Linked DNA regions of Sus scrofa: region 1 is linked to region 2. Evidence: chromatin contacts called from public Hi-C data. All regions are on one chromosome and are shown on one strand. The core of a region is the stretch at or near the end of the contact, and the rest is flanking DNA. Distances in the headings are between cores, read along the strand shown.

The links. Hi-C and Micro-C count contacts between places; a contact is called where the count stands out from the background.
Region 1: a contact with region 2 is called in a Hi-C map of liver, with 4 times the contacts expected there. The contact joins the promoter of TSR3 here to the promoter of JPT2 in region 2. A contact is called at or near these places in 1 of 5 promoter capture datasets (fetal liver), 1 of 47 Hi-C or Micro-C datasets (liver) and 1 of 2 datasets of contacts at active chromatin or transcription factors (alveolar macrophages).

Annotation. Positions count from the first base shown.
Region 1 is chr3:40,530,593-40,536,793 of Sscrofa11.1, reverse strand. It overlaps TSR3 (ribosome biogenesis protein TSR3 homolog), which reads right to left and starts at 2,572. Exons shown (of 7, transcript XM_005655151.3): 1 at 2,383-2,572; 2 at 2,071-2,290; 3 at 1,478-1,671; 4 at 954-1,130; 5 at 718-781; 6 at 379-413; 7 at 21-267. The coding sequence starts at 2,494. The coding sequence ends at 230. GNPTG (N-acetylglucosamine-1-phosphotransferase subunit gamma) reads left to right here and starts at 2,577. Exons shown (of 10, transcript XM_021086862.1): 1 at 2,577-2,688; 2 at 2,816-2,873; 3 at 2,954-3,021. The coding sequence starts at 2,637. It overlaps BAIAP3 (BAI1-associated protein 3), which reads left to right. Exons shown (of 35, transcript XM_021086856.1): 35 at 1-237.
Region 2 is chr3:40,252,257-40,258,468 of Sscrofa11.1, reverse strand. JPT2 (Jupiter microtubule associated homolog 2) reads left to right here and starts at 1,509. Exons shown (of 5, transcript NM_001048070.1): 1 at 1,509-1,562. The coding sequence starts at 1,519. CRAMP1 (protein cramped-like) reads left to right here. Exons shown (of 22, transcript XM_021086822.1): 22 at 1-792.

The sequences.
Region 1 (6,201 bases), core at 1,323-3,822, 280 kb before region 2:
GCAAGCGCAGCAAAGGAGTCTCCTTGGCTTACAGCTTCATTGGGAGGTCTCTGCGGCAGGACCCAGAGCAAGATTGTGTGAGAAGCGCTGGGAGAACAAACAAGAGTCCGGTCCTCTGACAGCTGCAAGGGGCTGAGGCTGCCAGGCCCGTGTGTGTGTTCCCACAAGTCCCGCTGTCATCTCTAGAGCTTCTTGTCACTCGGCCTCCAAAAATATACGTCTGCAGCTTTCACTCTCTCTGCCGTTTCTTGATTCCTTTCCAAATCTCTGTGGGGACCCTGGCCTCAGCCCCTTGATGTGGCAGCTCTTCCTCTTCAGGGCAGCTGCTATTGCCACTTCCCCCGTCCTCAGGGTCAGGCCCGAGTTCCTCAGACTCACCTTCACTCTTGCTGTCCGCCCTGTCCACGGGCAGCCTGGGGGATGGGGGGAAGGGTGCGTTCTTACTGGCCAGGCCCAGGCGACCCCCTGGGGCCCACTCACTCCTCAGAGCTCCTGAGCTGAGGACAGAGGCCTCAAGCCTGTACTCTCTAAGCCCAAACCTCTGCAGCAGGACATGCCACCCTTCCTTTTCCAGAGACAGAAAAGCAGCCCGGGGCGGGGGCGGGGAGGGATGTTTAGCCCCCCGCCCCACACGCCACAGCAAGAGGGGCTGAGGCCAGAGGCAGAGAGAAGCCCTGGGTCTCAGGTGCCACCAAGCTAGGAATCCCAAGGACCTACCGGGTGCCAGCCACGGGCCTGTTGGGATTTGCAAACTCTCGCCCTGAATCCACGTCAAAGGGATCTGAACCAAGGAATCAAAGAGGAAAGTGACTTGTAGGTGAGCCTGGCTCAGAGCCAAGTGTCCCACAGCCTGGCAGGAAGGTCCCTCAGTCCCCAGGCTTCTCGAAGGAAGTGGCAGGCCTGGAGGGTCCTGGCTCCCACCCGGGAGGGCTTGTGTCTATGCCATGCCTCACCGACTTCCTCCTCCTCTGGGTGCTCCTTGGCGAGGGCCAGGAACTCCTGCTCTGCCTGCAACACCTCCTCTGGGCCACTGCAGGCTGCATACTTGTCCAGGAGCTCGCGGTTCAGATCTAGGAAGCCCTTGCCCCACTTGAACTTCCGCAGCAAAAGGACAGCAAGGTCTGAGAAGCCTGTCGGTGCCAGAAGCAGGAATTCCAAGGATGTGCACAGCCCTTCTCCCGTCACCCATGCTGCTGGCTCCTGCTGTCCTAGGAACTACAAGTCCCGCCCACACCATCCCATGGTCCAGACAGCCCATGCCCACTCACCAGCCTCTGCCTCTGTAGCCCACTAACTCCTTCTCCACAGGGAGGCTCATGGGCTGCCCATCTGGGCCTCCACATGGACCATAAATTCTCTGGGGACGAGTCGGGGTAACAAAGGGCTCCCAGGGCGGTGGTGAGACTTGCAGGCCAGCTGTTTGTTCTCCTGCTACCTTAACCCCACAGGGCAAGGACTTAAAGGCCCTGACACTCACCCAGGATGCAGAAGGTGGCAGCGAAGGCCTCCACACAGGACAGCCTGCAGGGCCGGCCATAGTTCACAGGGTTGGCGGCTACCAGGTGGGGTAGGAGCCGCAGGTGGCTCCCCCGCATCTTCCCAAACGGTGTCTCATTCAGTCTGGCCCAGGAGCAGTCGATGACAGCGACCCCAGACTGTGCTACCAACTGTCTGCCAGAAGCAGCATAGGGGTGAACGTGATTCTGGCCCCAGGTAAGGTATGTCCTTGGAGACTGGCCTCCCTGGCGACTCAGGGGCATCATTCCCTCACCCCAGACACCTCCAAAAACCTTCACGAGCCAGGCTTTTGAGGCAGTTAGGGGTAGGTGTTCCTTGAGAAAGCTCATTTATTTACTCAACAAACGGTTATTGAAGTGCGCTACATTTTGGGCTCTGCACTAAGCAATGAGGTAAGCCAAACAGATCAATAGGAATAGGTGAGCCTTGAAAGGAAGGATGCGCCACAGTCAGGGGCTTATTAAAACGAAGGAAACAAAACAACAAAACGAAGGAGTCCGGGGAGGCACCCTGCCCAATCCCTGCTCCCACACCCCCTCCTCTCGCGCCTACCTGTCTGCAGGAGACACGTACTGGGAGCCCACGGGGCTGAGTACGAGGCCGCCAAACCTTTGGCCCAGGCGCAGGCAACGCACCAGTCCCAGGCGGGCCAGCTTGCGGCCAGTGCAGCGCCGGGGGTCGCAGTGGCCTAGCTCCCACATGGCCAGCGCGCAAGGCAGCCGCGCCGGGCCCGGGCTGCCCTCGTCCTCGGCCGCCTCTGGCTCCACGGACGCTGCACGGGTCAGAGAAGCGGACATGGTCTCAGGCACTGCTCCACAGTCTGGCCCTGGGCTTCCGACCCTCTCCCGATCGCGCCGCACTCACCACGCAGCGCGGCGCCCACCTCCTCGGCGAAGGCCTCCAGGGAGCGGCCCGCGGGGCGTCGAGCGTGGCCGTCTTCGGCCCCCGGCCCGCGAGCTGCCCTCCGGCGGCCCATGGCGAGCAGCGGGGTCCTGGGCTCGCGGGCTCACAGCTCCGCGGGCAGCCGGGCCTCGCGCCTGCGCAAGAGCCGGGCGCCACTTCCGGTTCCGTGCTCACGTGACCCGGGCGCCCACGTGATCACGCGCGGCCGCGGTGCCATGGCTGCGAGGATGGCGGCTTTTGTGCTGCTGCTAGGGCTCGCGGAACGCGGTTAGTGTGTCCGGACTGCCTGCGCATCCCGCCGCTGCCTAGTACCCTGCTCCCCGGAGCCCTCTTCCCGTCCCCGCGTCCCTGCCCCGCGCTGCCCGCCCGCGTCCTCACCACCTGTTCTCTGCAGGGCCCGCGCGCTCAGGTGCCGCCAAGATGAAGGTGGTGGAGGAGCCCAACACGTTCGGGTGAGCGGCCTCTCGGCGTGCGGCGGGGCGGGGCGGGGCGGCCTAGACCCGGTTCTCCCTGACCCTCCTGCTTCCTCCAGCCTCAACAACCCGTTCATGCCCCAGACCAGTCGCCTCCAGCCCAAGAGGGATCCTTCGCCCGTGTCTGGTGAGTTCGGGGGCCCGGAGGGAGCAGGGAGCCGGCCTGGCTTCCCCACCAGGCGGGCGGCGTCAACTCTCGGGGGCCTGCTCCAGGGAAGCGGGAGAGGGAAGGGAAGCCTGGGATGAGGGGCCCTGAAGGCTAAGGCCTGGAGGCTCATGCACTCTGTCGGCCTTCTAAAACCATGTCAGGTGAGCGCCAACGTTCGAGAACGTTATTGTACCAAGTCGAGGAGTTACCCTAGACTTAACCCTTAATTTTTTTTTTTTAGAGGTGAAGTCTGTTAACAGTTTGGTGTTTGTTCTCCCAGACGTTTTTTATGCTTTTACATGCATAAGTTTACAAGTAAAAAAAAAAAGTGTAGTAATTTCTGATCGTTGCCTTCCCCTTTTGAGCGGTACATGTTTTCTCGTTTGCTATCCTCGCTTCACTGTGCGTCTTCCTGGTAGATGTGGGTCTTCACTCTTTGCTCTTGGTGCCCAGTGTTTCATAACTCGGCTCTGCATCCTTTTCTTGTCCAGCGGGGTGGTGTTTAGGGTTTTCGGCCGTTAGAAACAGTGCTGAGGAGCACATCCCCCCTGGGGGCTGCCTCTTTCTACACTCAGGTGAATGATCTCCTTAGGCCCATGGCAGAAGTGCAATTGGTAGGTCGTTAAATGATTAGTAAATACAGGAATCCAGGAGTTTCTTCTGTCATGCGGTGGGTTAAGAACCCGACTGCAACCTCTCAGGTCACCTTGTCGCCAGGTTCCATCCCTGGTGGAGCATGGTGGGTTAAAGGATCCCGGGTTGCCGCCGCTTCAGTGGAGGTCACAGCTGTGGCTCGGATTCACTCCCTGGCCCAGGAATTTCCAGGTGCTGTGGGTGCTGCCATTTAAAAAAAAAAGAAATCAACTGTAATAGAAAAAATAAAAATCACTATTTAAAAAAAGAAAAACCAAATCCAAATTTCTTTTGTTTTGGCTTTTTTTTTTTTTTTTGATTAGGGCCATATCTATGGCATATGGAGGTTCCCAGGCTAGTGGTCAAATTGGAGCTGTAGCCGCCAGCCTACGCCACAGCCACAGCCACGCCAGATCCGAGCCGAGTTTGCGACCTACACCATGGCTCACGGCAACGCTGGATCCTTAACTTTCTGAGTGAGACCAGGGATCGAACCAGAAACCTCACGGTTCCTAGTCAGATTCGTTTCTGCTGCGCCATGTACTCTTTTTTTTTTTTTTTTTTTCTTTTGGCTTTTTAGGGCAGCACCTGCGGCCTGTGGAAGTCCTCGGGCTAGGGATTGAATCGGAGCTGCAGCTGCTGGCCTACACCACAGCCACAGCAACGCGAGATCTGAGCCGATTCTGTGATCCTCACCACAGCTCATGGCAGTGCCGTATACCTAACCCACTGGGGGAGGCTCTGGGATTGAACCCTCATCCTCATGGATCCTAGTTGGTTCGTTACCCCTGACCCATAACGGGAACTCCAAGACTCCAAATACTCTTTTTTTTTTTTTTTTTTTTTGGAGCCGCACCCATGGCATATGGATGCCAGGCTAGGGGTCCAATTGGAGTTGTAGCCGCCAGCCTACACCACCACAGCAATGCAGTATCCAAGCTGTATCTGCAACCTACACCACAGCTCATGGCATTGAGAGATCCTTAACCCACTGCGCGAGGCCAGGGATCGACCCTGTATCCTCATGGATGCTGGTCAGATTCGTTAACTGCTGAGCCACGACAGGAACTCCTTTTTTTTAGTTATTATTATTCTTTTTTTTTGCAGGGTTGCCATTTTATTTTTTTATTTTTTTTAATTTTTTTTTAATTTTCCCACTGTACAGCAAGGGGGTCAGGTTATCCTTACATGTATACATTGCAATTACAGTTTTTTCCCCCACCAGGGTTGCCATTTTAAATGGGGGGGGGGTTTCAGGAAAAGATTAAATGAATTTAGCCTAGAAGCTGAAGTGGAAGGGGACGAAGGCATGTGGCTCTTAGCACTGGGCTTGGGGAAAGAGGGGTTCTGCAAAGCAGTGGCCAGATAAGGCCTTGAGCAAGGCACTGTGGGGGCCGGAGGGACTGGCCGCAGGGGCGCCGTGAGATCAGAGAGAACCGGCACAGTTGTGAGCGCCCAGTCTAAACAAACCTGGACTCGCTTTTACTCTGAAAAACATCTGATAGAAAAGCAAAGAAATGGGGAGAAAGGTGGTGCAGTGGGTTAAAGATCCAGCGTGCCTCTGTGGAGGCACCAGTTCAGTCCCCAGCCCAGTGCGGTGGGTTAAGGATTGGGTGTTGCTGCAGCTGTGGCATAGGTCACAGCCCCACCTCGGATTCAGTCCCTAGCCTGGGGACTTCTATAGGCTGTGGGTGCTCACTGCCCCCCCCCCCCGCCAGAAGGAAAAGCAGAGAGATGGGAGTTCCCTGGTGGCTCAGCAGGTTGAGGATCCAGCATTGTCACTGCTGTGTCTGGGCTTGGTCCCTGGCCTGGTGCTGCAGTGGGTTAAGGGATTTGGTGTTGCGACAGTTGTGGTGTAGGTTACAGCTGTGGTTGCAGGGATTCAATCCCTGGCCTAGGAATTTCCACATGCCCTGGCTGTGGCCATAAAAATAACAGTGAGAAGAGTGTTTCTTTGCCTTCTTTCTGTGTTTTGAACATCACTGGCTTAGATTTGAAGCCTGTTTTTATCGCGAGGTAGTTGACATGGGGTTTAGAAACCAGGAGCACGTCTCTGTCGTCTCCGCCCCCAAGACAAGGCCAAGAACATTCCCATCGCCCACAAGAGTGCAGTGTCCCCTTCTAACGCCCCCTCCCCCCAGCACTCTCTGGCTTCCATTGCTGTGTGTGTGTGTCTGTCTGCTTTTTTAGGGCTGCACCCGCAGCATATAGAAATTTCCAGGCAAGGGCTGGAATTGGAGCTGTAGACACCAGTGTACACCACAGCCACAGCCACTCAGGGTCCAAGCTGTGTCTCTGACCTACACCACCGCTCCCAGCAGCAGTGCTGGATCCCTCATGCACCAAGCGAGGCCAGGGATCGAACCCACGTCCTCGTGGCCGCTGGCCGGGTTCGTTACCACTGAGCCACAACAGGAGCTCCTCACTGGTGTGCATTAGTCTCCTCTGCGCTTGGATGTCAGTTAGATGGAGTCGCGAGTACACACACCTGGCGTGTTTCTCAGCAGCATGTTTTTGGGCTTCATC
Region 2 (6,212 bases), core at 260-2,759:
GGGATGTTTGGAAACATGTCACTGGTTGCTCCACTGCTCTCGCACACCTCCAGGCTCGTAGCGGCAGCCCCGTTCTCTGTCACTCTGTCCCACAGCCTCGTCACTGGTGTGTCCTTTCAGTTGAATGGCCTGTTTAACTGGATCACACCATTGAATCACATGTGTGCAAAGAAAAGCCATGGAGTAAGAGACGCTTGAAACACGTGGAGGAGGAAAACAGGTGGCTTTTTCTTCTTTCTTGACATTGAGTTCTACCAGATGCATTTAGGGGAAATACGGCACTTTGTCTTAAGAAAAAAGAAGGAATGAAACCTACAGCAAACCTTTCCTGACTGTCAGCTCTCCTAATCCCACAGCAGCCTTTAAGTCATGTGAGGTGAGTTAGGTCTTGGAAGCACTACAGCAACCTGTGCCCCTTATTCTGTAACAGGATACCCGGCTCCAGAGCTATGCCTCTGGGCAGCAGAACTTAACTGCGGTTTCTTTTAATAATCGTTAAGCCATATCACCTAAGGTTTTCGGCTTGTTTGAGATGTGAATTTGTTTTATAGATTATAAATATACATATACAGTGTATGTATAAAGCAGAATGCCTGTCCCTCCTGATTATTTTTTGTACCATATTGTAAATTATATTATTTATTCTTTACCAATTTTGGGAATAAAAGGTGTTTGGTTATTTAATATAATAAACAAAAGCTGTTAAACTTCTTATGTTTAAATTTCCAGTTCAACTTGTAAATCTGTTTTTATTATTGTGCATAAATACATACTAATACTTGATCTAATCATGACCGTTTCTGCTTTTTTCTTTTTAAGTGTGCGCTTAAGAAAACGGCCGGAGCGGCTCTCATTTGGTGCCATCTCAGAGGCACTGACTGCCGCCCACAGTGTAGTTTAGCAACAAAGCGCTCCTGAATGTGTATTTTACCTTTACCTTTTTTTTTTTTTTTTTTTTTTGAGCCAAACATCAGTCAGCTGGCACTCTTTATTTATCCCTTGCCTCCCACTTTTAAGGACGTGTTCCCCACAACTTGCAGGACAGGAACTGCGGTCCTGTTTCCTTTGGCCACGTATCCATGTGCCATTGACTGTCTTGGGCCCTGTTGGGCGCCGCTGCGCTCCGGGAAGCGCTTCCCGGGGCTCCCCCGCTACGCCAACCAGGGCGCATACAGGGACGGCAAGCGGGAGGCCGCGCCTGGAAGAAGGGGCACCGACCAGGTGCGGGGATGGTGCCCGACCCCGCCCACCTCAGGAGGCGCGGACGGACCATCCCTTGTTGGCCAGTTGCCCAATGGCGGGGCCCGGCGCTGTGAGCGGCATCTGCTTTCACCAATCGGCTGCAAGCGCGGTGCGATCTTCTCCTCGCCTCAGTCTCGTGAGGCGGGGCCCGGTGCTGTGATAGGCTGCGGCGTTGTGATTGGCGTCGGCGGCGCCCAATGGAGGGGGGCTTCAGGCCGCGCGGGGCCGGACGGGAAGGACGGCGCGGCGGGCGGGAGGTGCCGAATGGCGGGCGACATGTTCCGGGTGCCGGAGACCGAGGGTGGCCGGGCTGGCTCCAGGTGCGGCGCGGGCGCGGCCACCGCTAAGGCCACGGCCGCGTGGTGGGGGGGGTGGGCGCGGGCGCCGTGGGGGCGGCCGCGGTGAGCTCACGGAGCCCCGGGCTCCGCTGCCAGGTCGGGGAGGTGGGCGCGCCCGCGGGACGGGAGGCCAGAGGTGCGCCTCCCTGCCCGTCGGATCCCAGCACGTGTCTCTTCAATGGCCAGCGCGCCGGCGACGCTGGCGGAGCGTCTGCTGCGGATGGGCGGACGTGGCTGCGCTACGGGAGCCCGTGCGACGCTGCGGCCGACACGCTTTCGCCGGGTGCTCGTGTGGGCCCGCCTCGGGGCAAGGTCCGGTCCTGGGAGCCCTCAGCAGTTCCGCAGCCCGGGGTTCGGGCCCTCCCCTCCCCAGTCCTGGAGCCCTCCCCTCCCGCAGTCCCGCGACTCGGGGGGAACCAGGCGCTGCTCCCCAGTGTCCTGAGAAGGAAACAGGACAGCAAGTGATAGCAGAGGTGCAACGGGGTTGAAACACTCGGGAACATACAGCAGCCCCCTTTTTAAAAATTACAGTTGGATTACAGTGTTGGGCAGCACACCTTCTCCGCTTTTAACTAGTCAATCATTGGGTGTTGGGAGCCGCACAGAGCTGGCGAGGAGGGGTCCCGCGGCTTGAGGAGCCAGCGGGAATGGAGCTGGTTCAGGTGCCCAAGAGTCATCTTCATTGTGAGCCTCTTCTGGGGCTCAGCCACCCGATAAAAGTAGAAGAGGGCGGAGGTAAATACTACAGAGAATAAGAGGGTTGTTTCAACTGCTAAAACCCCTGTAAACTTGAGGGAGTTGGGTCAGTTCTCACAGTCCTAACCCAGCGGTCATCAATCCACGGAACAGTGATTATTAATCACGGATGCCCCCACCTACGCTGACCTGGGCCAGAAGTTTATCCCGGAGCCTTCGCGATGAATGAGTTCCTGGGGATGAATGAGTTCCTGGTGCCTGCAAACCACTGTCCTGTCCCCGCCCCCACCAGCTGGGCAAGGGCTGTTTCCAGCACTTTCTCAGCTGTGTCCCTCAAAGTTCCTCTTTGTTTACACAGCCTGGCACCGGCTGCCCAGCACACACTGGTCCGGTTAGGGAATGGGCCCAGTAATGCTGGTGGAGGTTGCACAAGATAGTTGCCGAGCTGGAGCTCTGCAGTAACACCCACACTTCTTTGCGGCATTAGTTTTGGAGAGGAAAAGGAGAAAATTCTTGGAGCGTGTTGGAGAAGGAAAACCCATCTTAATTGGAAGCTTCTGCCTGGGATCCGAAGGGAGCTTTGTGTTTTGACGGCCATCTTAAAGGACTCAATGGACAGGCCTTGTGAGATTCGCAGTTCCCTTAGCTGTGAAAGGAACCGGTGCTGCTGCAGGATTACTAGGCCAGGTTTTCCTCTTAAAGCCCTGATTTGGTTTTCTCGGGGAAGGATTAATTAGCTGGTGTTAAAGGATGTTGCACTATAAAAGCATTTAGCTTTGGCCATCATCGGTGATCTAAGGTCCTTCTTTTAAACTGTAAGGTGCATGTTTGTAAAGAATTTGATCCACATTTCTTTTGCTGCTTCTCTCCAAACCTGACTGTTCCCCCAGAGCTTTTCTGGAAAAGGGGGGTAAGCCGTTAGGGGGGCGGGTCGTGAGTGTGCCCCCCCCCCCGAGCGTCGATGTTGCATTCTCAGCCAGTGCCATCGTCCCCTTGAGTCGTGTCTGGCTTTTCTTGTCCCCTGCCCCTTAGCTTCTCTTGTGGATGCACATTGTTGGATTGTACTGAAGAGGTGCTGCAGAAGGAGACACTGGTTGAGAGGCACCCACGTCGTGAGGTCATCCCATCCCCCTCTTGTAATTAGGGAGCCTAGTAAAGGCCACCCTGCACCCCTGTTGCAGCTTCTGTCTTTAGTGAAAAGTCTATTTGACTTTTAGTCCGATGAGACCCTCTTGGAGCAGCCTGTGGATTTGCTTGACCACTGCAGGGCTGTGCCTCTCGGCCCACCCCATGGCCCCTCCCAGGAAGCCTGGCCCCTGGGTGCCAAGATCTCTGCTGGAGCCTTCTTGGGTGTCCCTTTTTTTTTTTTTTTTTTGTCTTTTTGCTATTTCTTTGGGCTGCTCCTGCGGCATATGGAGGTTCCCAGGCTAGGGGTTGAATAGGAGCTGTAGCCACCGGCCTACGCCAGAGCCACAGCAACGCGGGATCCGAGCCGCGTCTGCAACCTACACCACAGCTCACGGCAACGCCGGATCGTTAACCCACTGAGCAAGGGCAGGGACCGAACCCGCAACCTCATGGTTCCTAGTCGGATTCGTTAACCACTGCGCCATGACGGGAACTCCATTGGGTGTCCCTTTTCTTCCTTTCTGTCCAAAGTGAAGTAAAACAAAGCTCAGAGAAATACACAGTCATCATTTATTTCCACCACCCAAAATTAACGTTTGAGCGTTTGAAATTCCTGCCGCCTCCTGTACCCAGACTGTGCTCTTTCCTTGCAGAGACCACAAACTCCACTTGAACCTTAGAGGTCTTTGGAGTTTCCGTGAGCCTCGGTGCCTCTGCGGCTTCACGCACAGGGAGCACCGAAACCGCCTCCCGCAGCTTTGGCTTCCCCGGCAGGCATGGAGCGTCTCCAGGCCGAGGATGCATCCGCCTTCCCGCCCTCGGGTCCGGGGCAGGCCTGCCAGGGTGGGTGCCCAGGGGCCTTCAAGTTGGAGGTGCAGTAAAGGGAGAGGCCCGGGAGGGTCTCGGACCCCGGCATGTGCGAGGAGCGTCCTGGAGAGCTCGGGGTCAAGGCGCGCCTGTCCCCGAGTCTGAGAGAAAAGCTTTGTTTCAAGCAAGTCAGAAGCATAGGAAGGTTCGGTCCTGCCAGCCCGGGACTTGGCATTGACTCTGTTCAGCTCTGCGGCTGGCACTCCCCACCCCTTCTTGCAGAGAGGGGGCCACGCGGACCCAGGCCTGCTGGCCCTGCACGGAGTCAGGCCGAGAACCAGCGGCGCGGGGCTGGGGCCGTGCCATTGCTCGCGTGTCGGGGAGGCGGGCGGCATCCAGGGTCCCTGGCGCGTGGGCGGCCGTGAGGCCTCGCTGGTGCCCTTCTCGGGGAAGCAGAGGTTTCTTCCCAAAACCACGCGACGTGAGGGTTCAGCTCTCGCGAGGACGGAGCGCGTCACGCGGCTGTTTGTGTGACGGCGCCGTGGTCGGGGTCCGCGCGGCTTCCCCGTGCCCAGCTCTGCGGTATCGTCTCTCAGTGTCCGGGGTCACAGACGGGCCTCTTGCCTCGGACTGGTAAGAGAGCAGGGCCACGCAGCCTTCAAACCTGCTCTGAAATACGTTAAAATATCTAGGAGGTCCCGTGGTTGCTCAGTGGGTTAAGAACCTGACTCGTGTCCGTGAAGGTGCAGGGTCAATCCTTAAGGTGCTTAAGGCCCTGGTGTGGCAGGAGGCTGAGGCGCAGTTGCAGCTCCGTGGGCCGTGGCCGTGGCCGATTCGACCCCTAGCCTGGGAACCCACATGTGCCGCGGGTGCGGCCCTGATGAAAAAATACCTGGTGTTTTGAGAAAAGGCACGTGAATGCACTGTGTCCCCGCCCTGCTGAGGTGGACGGGTGCTCGGGGGTTGTCGGGGCAAAACAGTACAGAGGGGCTCAGGGTCCATTCTTCCCCTTCTGAAGCGCCCGCTCGGAGACCTCCAGGGTGGGCGTGGCAGATGCCCACGTGCGGCGGCTTCTCTGGGTTGGGCGGCCGAGCGGGCGTTCCCCTGTGCTCCATGGGCGATTCTCTCCCCCTCGTGGAACCCCGCACGTCTGGGGCTGACACCAGGGCACCCACGTTGATCTAAATGGACAGTGGTCTAGCCGGTGGGTTCTGCTCCTTCTCGTGTTTTGTTGGGCATACCCGGCCTCAGGCCTGGTGTGAATTCCCAGCGCTCACGTGGGTTAGTGGGGGTGACACTCTCTGTTGGAATGTTGGATTCGGTCCCTGGCATATAGGCCTCACGGCAGCCGGGGCGGGGGAGAATCAGGAGAAATTATGTTTAATAGATGTTATTCACCTTAGTAAATGCAAGACCATGAGATCAGCGTCAGAGATACGATTCAAGAGGTATTTTGCCTTTTCTTCTTTGTGCTGGAATCTTCTCGATCTGGGGCGTGGCCTACAGTTCCACACCTCAGGGCCCAGAACCCCCCATCCAGGTGCTCACTGGCCTCCGTGGCCAGCGGCTGCCCTTCCAAAGACCCAGCTCTCTGGGTCAGGCTTGGTCTGTGCGTAAGCGGCACGCTGCCTCTTTGTTTTTGGAGCATTTTAAGAGAGGTGTTGGGGTGTTCTGGGCTCTGCACCCAGACTGCCTGGGCTTGAGTCCTGGTTCTGCTACTTGTTGTGTGGCCCCCGTGTGATGTCTCTTGATCTCAGTCATCGGCGCCCTAGAGGGTCGCGGTGTGAGGTCCCGGAGCAGGAGCAGGCGTGTGTAAACACGTAGCCCGTGTGAGCGTCCACACGCAACGTGCCAAATAAAATGAGTTAAATGCTGCTGAACTGGCTCAGTTTGCCTATTTTAGGCAAACTAATTTTACTAACGACAGGTCACAGGAATAATCTGAGATATGCACATCTCTGGAAGGTTGGGTTTTTTTTTTTTTTTTTTTTTCCCTTTTCT